2 separate regions of the Mus musculus genome follow, and region 2 is linked to region 1. A link is a contact called in public HiChIP or PLAC-seq data. All regions are on one chromosome and are shown on one strand. The core of a region is the stretch at or near the end of the contact, and the rest is flanking DNA. Distances in the headings are between cores, read along the strand shown. Region 1 overlaps Adamts12 (a disintegrin-like and metallopeptidase (reprolysin type) with thrombospondin type 1 motif, 12). Region 2 overlaps Adamts12 (a disintegrin-like and metallopeptidase (reprolysin type) with thrombospondin type 1 motif, 12).

What was found. HiChIP or PLAC-seq counts read pairs in DNA pulled down with a chosen protein or histone mark.
Region 2: a CTCF HiChIP or PLAC-seq map of the NIH/3T3 cell line shows a contact between it and region 1, with 24 read pairs. The contact joins two enhancer-like sites. A contact is called at or near these places in 1 of 15 datasets of contacts at CTCF or cohesin (the NIH/3T3 cell line), 6 of 484 Hi-C or Micro-C datasets (MC3T3-E1-derived osteoblasts, adipose-derived mesenchymal stem cells, beige adipocytes and 2 more) and 1 of 115 datasets of contacts at active chromatin or transcription factors (embryonic fibroblasts).

What each region holds. Positions count from the first base shown.
Region 1 is chr15:11,081,963-11,086,691 of GRCm38.p6, forward strand. All of the region lies in intron 2 of Adamts12 (a disintegrin-like and metallopeptidase (reprolysin type) with thrombospondin type 1 motif, 12), which reads left to right. Among named protein-coding and RNA genes, the nearest start is that of Adamts12, 20 kb to the left of the region's middle. Within about 2 kb of position 2,414, at least 80 of the 459 cell types and tissues checked have an H3K27ac peak or open chromatin away from gene starts, as enhancers often do. A contact at or near this core is called in the NIH/3T3 cell line, beige adipocytes, embryonic fibroblasts and 1 more, where this site is marked.
Region 2 is chr15:11,156,512-11,161,240 of GRCm38.p6, forward strand. The region is part of intron 3 of Adamts12 (a disintegrin-like and metallopeptidase (reprolysin type) with thrombospondin type 1 motif, 12); the gene reads left to right. Among named protein-coding and RNA genes, the nearest start is that of Adamts12, 94 kb to the left of the region's middle. Within about 2 kb of position 2,765, at least 20 of the 459 cell types and tissues checked have an H3K27ac peak or open chromatin away from gene starts, as enhancers often do. A contact at or near this core is called in the NIH/3T3 cell line, beige adipocytes, embryonic fibroblasts and 1 more, where this site is marked.

The DNA.
Region 1 (4,729 bases), core at 1,164-3,663:
AGAATTGGTTTTGATTGCCATAACTGGAAAGGAGGGAATGGCATGTCTACTGTTTGGTGAGAAGAGACCGAGGATGTTGCCTTCTTTACAGAATATCAGGTGCCCAAGATGTCAGGAGTCTGAGGGTGAGAAGCCTTCCTGGTCCTAGTTATCACCTTCTCTCATCTGGACCCAACTCTGACATTGCCAGTGCTGTCCTTGACTCTCCTCCCAATTCTTTGCATGCCATTTCCCTTGGTGGTCAGCCTTGTCTTTCACATGCAGCAGTACTAGCTCAATTAAAGTCTTCTGCTGGCCAAAGAAAGTGAAATCGTACTCCCTGTTCAGAGTTCCAGGTGCTCTCTGGCCTGGCACTGCCCATTGCCAGCCTTCTGTCTGATATACTTTCCTTCTGAACAATGCCCTTTCCCTGCTTCTCAAATGTACCAAGCGCACTCCAGCCTCAGCCTCCTGGCCTTTGGGTATGCTCGTCTCTTGACCTAGAGCACTGTGCTGATTTCTATTATTTCTATTTAGTTACTTTCCTTATCCTTATGCCTTCAGCTTAAAGTCTTTTTTCCACATCCAGACTGCAGTGAACTTCTCCAGTATTCACTTACGCTAAGTATTTCACTTTAAAGAGAAACTTTTTTTTATTTCTTTACAAATTTATTATTTGTTTATTTAGGCGCGCACGCGCGCGCGCGCGCGCGCGTGTGTGTGTGTGTGTGTGTGTGTGTGTGTGTGTGTGTGTGCAGGCACATTCGTACCGTGGTATTCTTGAAGGTGAGAGGACAACTCTTAAGAATTTGTTCTCTCTGTTCTTTTCTACCTCCTCGTAGGATCTGGACACTAAATTCAGGTTATCCTAAGACTATGTGTATCAAACCATTGCCCTGGCTCTGAAAACCCTGATATTTTGTTTCATTTCACTTCACTGACTCCTTTACCTTGTCATGTTCACATGTATCTAAATATGTTCCATGATACAGTAGTAATACAGTAATATGAATACATTCAGTAATTTATGGTTGAATGGATGAGCCTTTATATGGCAGACCTTCAGAGGTGTAGTTTCAACATCAGATTACATTTCCTTGTCTTCCTAAACTGTGGCTCGGTGCACTACCACAGTGCAGCTGGTCCCTTTGCTACATCCAGTAGCCATGGTAACGCCAGGCTGTTGCTGCTGCTCTGTGGCCCTTTTCAGCTCATGGCTTTAAGTGCACAGTGCATTTATTCCACTGTGATTGATGATGATGGCGATGACTCAAGAAGGGGATAGTTATCAATCACCTTTACAGTTCTGAGACCAGTCCAGCCATTGCCTTCAAAGAACTGCAGAGTCCCAACTCTAAGCGTCAGGAAGAAGTTTAAAGAGGTTTTCATAGGGGTAGAAGGAAAACACAGTACCACATGTACCTACCGCGTACTCATCTTGCCTGCGGTCAGAGGCCATTGGTCTTGCTAAGATTATATGACCCAGTACAGGGGAATGCCAGGGCCAGGAAGTGGGAGTGGGTGGGTTGGGGAGCAGGGCAGGGGGAGGGTAGAGGGGATTTTCGGGATAGCATTTGAAATGTAAATGAAGAAAATATCTAATTAAAAAAACTCATTTATTAATAGATGAACCTTTTAAATTGGCCTCTACCTCCTTCACTCCAGTGATTTCTTGTAGTTTTCAACCATGAATTGTTGCTGTCACACTCTCTGAGCTCAGCTTTGTGGTTCTGAGATGATAATCACCTGAACACAGAACAATCCATCATCGGCATGCTTTCCAAAGCCTGAATCATTTATTTTCACATAATAGTGGAAGGAGGAAGAAGTGGAGGAAGAGGAGGAGGAGGAGGAGATGTGCGTATGTGTATTGTGTAGTATGTGTATGTGCAGTGTGTGTATGTGTAATGTATGTGTATGGTGTGTGTATTGCGTGTGTATGTAGTGTGTGTAGTATGTGTGTTTGTGTAGTGTGGATTATGTGTAGTGTTATGTATGTATAGTGTGTGCATGTGTATGTATAAAGCATGTGTGTAGTATGTGTGTCTGTGTAGTGTGTATTATGTGTAGTGTGTATATATGTGTTGTGTGTATGTATGTGTAGTGTATGTGTGTATGTAGTGTGTGTTTGTGTAGTATGTATTATGTGTAGTTTGTATGCATGCATGTATAGTGTGTATGTATGAGTAGTGTGTGTGTGTATGTGTGTGTATTAAATCATATAGACTGTTTCCAATGTGCTGAAAAAGAAAACACTCACTAGTTCCCCTCTCCAATAACTCACTTTATTCAAGATAAAGAGTGAATCTATTTTCTGAAATGTTGGGCTCTTTATTTTTGATCCTAAGTAAGTAACGACTTGGAGCAGCTATATAAAGGCTCGTATTGTTTAAGTTTATAGAAAAAAATCACTGTGGATCGTCCAAGCAGCTGAGGAAGTGACACATCCCTGCTGAAATTCATACTCAGGAATCACTTAGGAAGGCAGCCTTTGTTCCCGTCTGCCAGGTCGCTGCTGCTAAAGAGTGTCGTTTCTGTCATGGAAACAAATGAAATGTGTGCTTTGAAAAGAAATTTAGCTCTCCTTTCCATATGATCCAGGAGGCCATGGAGCTGTGGAATAGTCTAGCAGGTTCTAAGGAACAAGCTTTCAATTAGTGAGGCCAATGCTGCTACATTTTGAACACTTTAAACTTGTTAGATCCTAACTTCCCCCAAGGCAAGCATTAAGCATTCTCTTGCTGTGTTAATGCTGAGTGAGGATTCGTGGCATTTAAATACTGGGGTCCTGTGTTGGATAGTGTAGCTAGAGGAGTGATGTTTGAGACTATGAACACCCTCAAAGGCAGTCCAGTTCGGGCCAGTTGTAAAACCCCCACTGGCTCCTTTACCACACACAGAAAGAATGTGGTAATATTTCTGAGTTCTTGTTCTGGAACTCCAGATGAGGACAGATGAAGCTGAGGAGTGTGGGAAACTCACCCCTCCAGGCTTCTTGCTTGGCTCCTGAACACAAATGTGGGGGTTCATATTTTAATCTCGTCTGATACCTGAACACAAATGTGGGGGGGGGTTCATATTTTTAAAAACTCATCTGAGTAGTGGTTGCCTGAGTGTCAGAGGTCATTATATCTTCCCAGGGGAAGGGGAACAAATGGCTCTGTTTATCCCCTGCCTCTGCTTCTGGCTGAGGAATGTCCCCTGACTTCTGACCTTTGGGGTTGTCTGTTCAAGCCCATGCTTACTCAGACATGAGACATTAGACTGAGCGTCTGGCTGGTGGAAATTCCTAGCTTCACTGTGGGTGCTTTGTGGGGCAGGCTCCTAAACACAGTGAGCCCCACCTCTCTTTCTTGTTTGTTACTTTTTCATTCATCCTTTCACCTTGTAGGTTCCTACCATGATGGACTGGCAGTGGGAGGGAGAGACCCACAATACCAGGAAATGGAGAGGGGGCATTGTTTTCTCCTCTGCCTGGGTCCTGGCATCTGCAGGAAGAATTGAGAAAGAGCCTTTGTTAATATGGGACATAGGAGGCCAGATACCCTATTATGGGGCTAACAACCTTGTTTAAATGTTTATACAGATTTATCATACAGCCGGACATGACTCCCTTCTCGTGGACGCCTCTGCTCCAGAGTCTATCATAGCTGTTTTCTTCCCAGAAACTGAAGACTGGGAGCCCAGAGTGTCCTCTAAATATTCTTGCCTTATTATCTCCATTCTTTTTGCCACCATGTGAATCATGGGTTCCGGGAGCTTAAATCTTAGGAAAAGCTAGTTCCTTCTCCTCTGACTGACATTTATTAGTCGGGATTTGGGAAAATGGACAAGCAAGAGGATTGAGCTTTAAGTTCTATGTAATTTATACTAAAAAGTTGTAGTTACTTGTGGGAGGTCATCTTTTAGTGGCCACAGGAGTAGTTATTTTTGATCAGACAACCTATATGAAATAAGTCCCATGGATTTGGAAGTCAGGAACAGAGCTCAGGACTTAGCTAGATTTTATACTAATGCCGTTACCCCATACAAAAGCCTCTGTGGCGTTTGTTACTTTAGGTGAACCAGGTCCTTGTGGCCCATGGATTAGACAGATGGGCATCTCATGGGAGCTTGTGAGAAATGCACATTCTATGGTTGTATCTACCTTCTGACTCAGACTTACACTTTAACAAGATCCCAGGTGATTTCTATAAGGATGCAAGAATCACTGACCCACTGACCCACTGACCCAGAGGTACCAATGCTATTTTATTTTACCTTTCTGTTCATTGCATCTTATTGGCGAATTATATTTCTGAAAGTTTGGCGATCCTTATGCACTGTAGTGGATTCATGGGTTAGTTCATTGACAATTCAATACTGAGTGGACTTTTAGGAAGTAGGACCTAGCTACACAAAGCAGGTTACTCTCTAGAAGTGTGCTTCAAAGGATGTATGTGGTATCCTCTCTCTCTCTCTGTTGACTGGTTATCACTACCCACGAAACCTCTACCATCTTATGCTTCTACCATGCTATTGCACTTTGCCTAGGACCCAAGGCAGTGGGGGAGGCTGACCATGAGCTGAAACCATTAGCTAAATCGATGGGTCCTTCCTCCAAATGGATTGTCTCAGGTATTTTCTCAGGGTGAGGGAAAGCAAAGCCTTCGGCCCATGAATGAATCTTTGAGGTATATTTAGAATCTAAGTCACACCAGAAGAATCTTAGTGATTCAGTGTGATCTAAAGAGTCAGGGGACTGGGGAGC
Region 2 (4,729 bases), core at 1,515-4,014, 75 kb after region 1:
CCACAACATGAGGAACTATCTGATGGTCACAGCATTAGGAAGTTTAACAATGATAGTACTAGGGCATCTTGATAGTTTTCTTCCATGTCCTAAGAACCATTACCCAGTTGATCCCATGTTTATATCTTTTCATGTGGTCTCTAATCTGACCTACTACCTCTGTGGGCTTAACCATGTCTCATTTCTCCAGAATAGAGGTAGGGAGCAACAGCCATCCCAGACTAGCTGCTAATGCTGTGCCTCAGTCAGGAAAGCCATCAGGAATTATATCTTGGGTCACAGTAAGTATGAGTCTTGTTAATGACCGATACATCAACCAGCCAACAGAAAGGGCAGGGTGGGACTGCTGAGCCGTGCTGAAGCAGCTGTCCGAGTGTAGACTATCTACTCAGAGAAGTGGAAGCTCGATTTATGTGAAGGCTCTTTAGCTGGGTGAAGCGGATCACTAGACTATTTAGGATCATCGCTCTTGCTTAAAGTTAACTGGTTATGGATCTTAGTCACGTCTGCAGATGCCTTCACAGCATCCCAGAGAGTAATGGCTAATGACAGGGATGGGGCAGTGCCTCGCCATGGTGAGAGAAAAGATGATCATAATGCTATATCTTTTGTGTGTGTCTTTATCTGAAATTGTTTGTAAATTGATATCTTTTCTTGTTCTCTACTTTTGGTATCTGGAAGTTACCACTGTTTTCATGCTTTAATGTTGTGATGTGTTTAATGCTGGGGAGGGCTTTTCAGGCTACCCGGCCCACCTTACTGCAAGACTTCGAAGCCTCGGGTAGTTACTTGAAAGTTTTTAGGTTGTCTTTTCAAAATGATATGTACAGACACTATTAAATATTAACTAACAAGTTATAATTAGTGGATCTTTGCAATAGATCACTGTGTTATTTGGCATGTCGGATCAGTAATTCGATATATCAGAGCAAAGCTTTAAACTTTCGAGTGTTTATATCTTGTTCTGAGTTAATGGCTATGCAGTGAGTTGAAGACTCTAAATGACCTCTTTATTCCGTGTTGCGTCTAAATGTCTTCACTGGGCAGCACAAATAGTTTACTTGTAGACAGACTTTTTTTTTCACACATTCTCCCTGATTTTTGTCTTGGAGTTCTCGAGGTAGAATCCTCCTCTGTTTCTGGAGGCTCCTCTGTTTCTGGAGGCTCCTCTGTTTCTGGAGGCTCCTCTGTTTCTGGAGGCTCCTCTGTTTCTGGAGGCTCCTCTGTTTCTGGAGGCTCCTCTGTTTCTGGAGGCATTAGGAATGGAGCCACAGCAGCTGATGGTTTGCTTTATTAAGGCATCACGGAGGAAGAAGAGCTGCCGTGTTATTTTATTTATTTATTTGTTATTTATCTATTTATTTATTTGGTTATTGTAAGTCAGTAGAATAGCAGATGCGTGTACATCCACACATGTGATCTGCTTTAAGGGCTAGTAGGAGTTTTGGGAAAGTACTTTGGATATTTACTAATAAAAGGAACGAGGAGACTGACAACTATTTAATTCATGAGTTCCTAATAATAAGATTATTCATTTTACTTTATAGTAAGCAGATTAAATGGTAACTCTGGTGGCCTTGTTTGGTTAATAAACTCCATAGGCAAGACTTAGGGAACTCAGAGAGCCAGAGGCTGCGTTCCGAGTTGCTCCAGACTGCTGACATATTGATTTCTGAAGTGCAAGCTTTCTTAATTAAGTAGATCCCACAGTGATTCTCTCTTTACATTCCCTCAATGCTGGTCAGTCCATTGCTTTGTTCCTCCACCATTCCAGCTGTCAAGGTTTCTGGGCTCCATGCAGGAGAGCTCCTAGAGGAAGCTCTACTGGTCTATTCATTGTTCCTCCAGGATGGGCTCTGCTGGACCCGAGCTGTCAGAGAGGCTGAGACTGTATTCAAGGGTTGATTTTGGAAAGGATTGGAGTACAGAGGGATGCATTCTGGATTGCAAAAAGTGTCTCAGAGTCACTGTAACAAAGACTATTTTGGCTGGTGGATGGTTCTTTGTACGGGTAAGCCATCCTGATTCTGAAGAAACACTACCTGAAAGATTGGCTATCTCAGCGGTCTGGCACTTCTCCAACTGTGAAGGGAAATTAATCAGTGGCACTCATATTTGCAGTCAGTTGTGCTCAATATAAACAAATAAGTAAAGATTTACTTGGCTCTGTTTCAGACTTGTCAGTGAGGAGGAGAAGGTAACATGGAGCAGAGAAGCCCATATACCATGTAGCCAGAAAGCATGACAAGGAATGCAGGAAAGAATCAGGACAAGATATAGTTCTCATAGACCTAGCCCTAATGATCATATGCCTCCAACGAGGTCCCACTTTCTGCCTTTCTCTGCCTTCCAACATCACAGCATGAATCTGTCTGGGCATCAACCATTAGGTCAGGGCCTCTGTCATCTCTGAAAATGCCTTCATAAGTCACACCTTTACTGCTGAGAGTTATTCTTGATGCAATCAGTTTGAAAATTATTTTTAGCTCTCCCATAGAATCTGGTCATTCTACATTTCTCAAGATTGCTCGGTCATGAGTTCACCTGTGACCCTACTTGGAAAACCATATCATCCTAAACAAACAAACCCACATGCTTGCTCAACCAACCCAAATTATTACCTGGTCCTGTTATTTTTTACTACCTAATAGGTTTCTAAGCCACCCACCTTCCCCAGAGCCTTGCCATATGCTTCAGCCTCTTCTGGCTCTCATCTAGAATAGTACGTCAGCGTCCTAACTGGTCATTCTGCTCTTGACTTCTCTCACTGGAAGCCAGCTCCTTAAACATGAATCAGATTATCTTGCCGTTGCCAAGGAGGCCTCTCCCCATGTCTGGGACAAGAGCTTTCTGAGGCGTTTCAGGAGCTGCATCTTGTTGATACCTTTCTCCCCCCCACCCCCCGCCCCCTCTGGGTTCATCTCTTGTGTTTTGTTGAACTTACTTTACTTACTGAAAACCCCCAAGCTTCAAGCTTCGGCTTGTCTGCTGTCCTTGCACTTAGAGTTCCTCTGACTAAGCCTGCTTCTTTGGGTTACTTTTATCTATGTCACAGATGACTCAACACCAGTACTTTTGTGCCCACCACAGGCTTCATCGTGTGACGAGTCTGCCCGTTTGCTTCTGTGTACGCTGAGCCAGGAATCACATTTGCTAATTCCCACATGCATTCCAAAGATCTAGCAGAACCCTTGTCTGGGAAGAGAACTGAAAAGTATTGATCTCATAATCATTAACTTCCAGATTCTCTACACTGTCTCTCTCTCTCTCTCTCTCTCTCTCTCTCTCTCTCTCTCTCTCTCTCTCTCTCACACACACACACACACACACACACACACACACATACACACACACGTTTTTGTCTTTGTGGAACTGATTTAACTCTGAAAAAACCCCCACACTCTCTTGAAGGAATTTGTCCATGATATTAGTAGCCTCCTGACAAGAAACAGCACCCACCAACTTGAGATTTTTTTCAGTGTGTGTGTGTGTGTGTGTGTGTGTGTGTGTGTGTGTGTGTGTGTTCGGGGATGGTTTGAACTGGACTATGGCAGAGCCTTGGAAGATGAACTAGAAGTAAGATCCTGGTGGCTCAGCTACTGACCACAGCAACCCTGTGAAATAGTAATGACCTCTGAACCTAGGTTATGCATAGCTGTCAGGTTCTTGTGGGCCATAGGACAGAGTTACATCCTGAGCTAGCATCACAATCAACATCTTAGCATGCTTCTAGTCCCGTTCAAATGCTGTCCCTATGATTTCCTCTCCCCACCCTGGATTGCCTAGGAGGACTGCTGCTGGTCCTGCTCCTCCTGCATTCTGGTCATCTTCTCCCTCCTCTCAGATTACTTTCCTCTTCCTTCTCTGCCTCCCCAGTGTTCATCTTACACTGGCTGCTTTTTCTGCTTGCAAAAGTCCATCCTACAATGCCTAAATACTCTTAGGCTACTCAAGTGCTTTCCCCAAATCAACCAATCAGAGAAGCCTTCCTTGATCACCACCCAGCATACCTTTGCCTCCACTACTTTGAAAACCCTTTATACTGTTTAATATTTCTAGTGATTACCCAATGCTCTTTGCTCTTGGGGCCTTCTAATGTCCAGAATTTAGTTTTGCATGGGAGAACACTTCTTTTCTTTTGTTCTCTGCAATGTTATCAGTTATAGGACAAAGCTGCCATCCTAAGCACCTGCTAAATGCTAGATAAATGAGTAAATGGTGAATAAATCATACTTTATTAATGACTATGCCTCTGAACTTGTATTTAATTTCCACCTTGAGAAACAGCATTGCATGGACTGTGTGCCTTCTATTTAATGGTTATTGCCTTGATACATGTTTGCTCACCAGATGGATCTGTGTTGTGCAGTGAGAGCCTGCAAGAGTGAATAGACAGAGATCATGCCTAAGCTGAGGCCAAACATTACAAGACCACTAGGAGTCCCCAAGTCAAAGCAAAAGTGGTCTCTTGGCAGTAATTAACGTTAGCTGTGTGCTTGTCCCATGGTCTGATTAATGACAGTGTTTGAGAAAACAGGCATTTCCACTCCCACAGAGTCCTGTCCTGTGGAGCAGCTGGCAACCCCATAAGTCACCACAGAACTGTTTCTCCAGAAGGAGGAAAGTTTACACGCTAGATTTTAGGTAAAATATTTAAGAAAATTATCAATGTGCTTTATGCTCCAAGCTTTCTGTACAAAAAAGGAGTGGATTCTTAGGGGACTTTCTG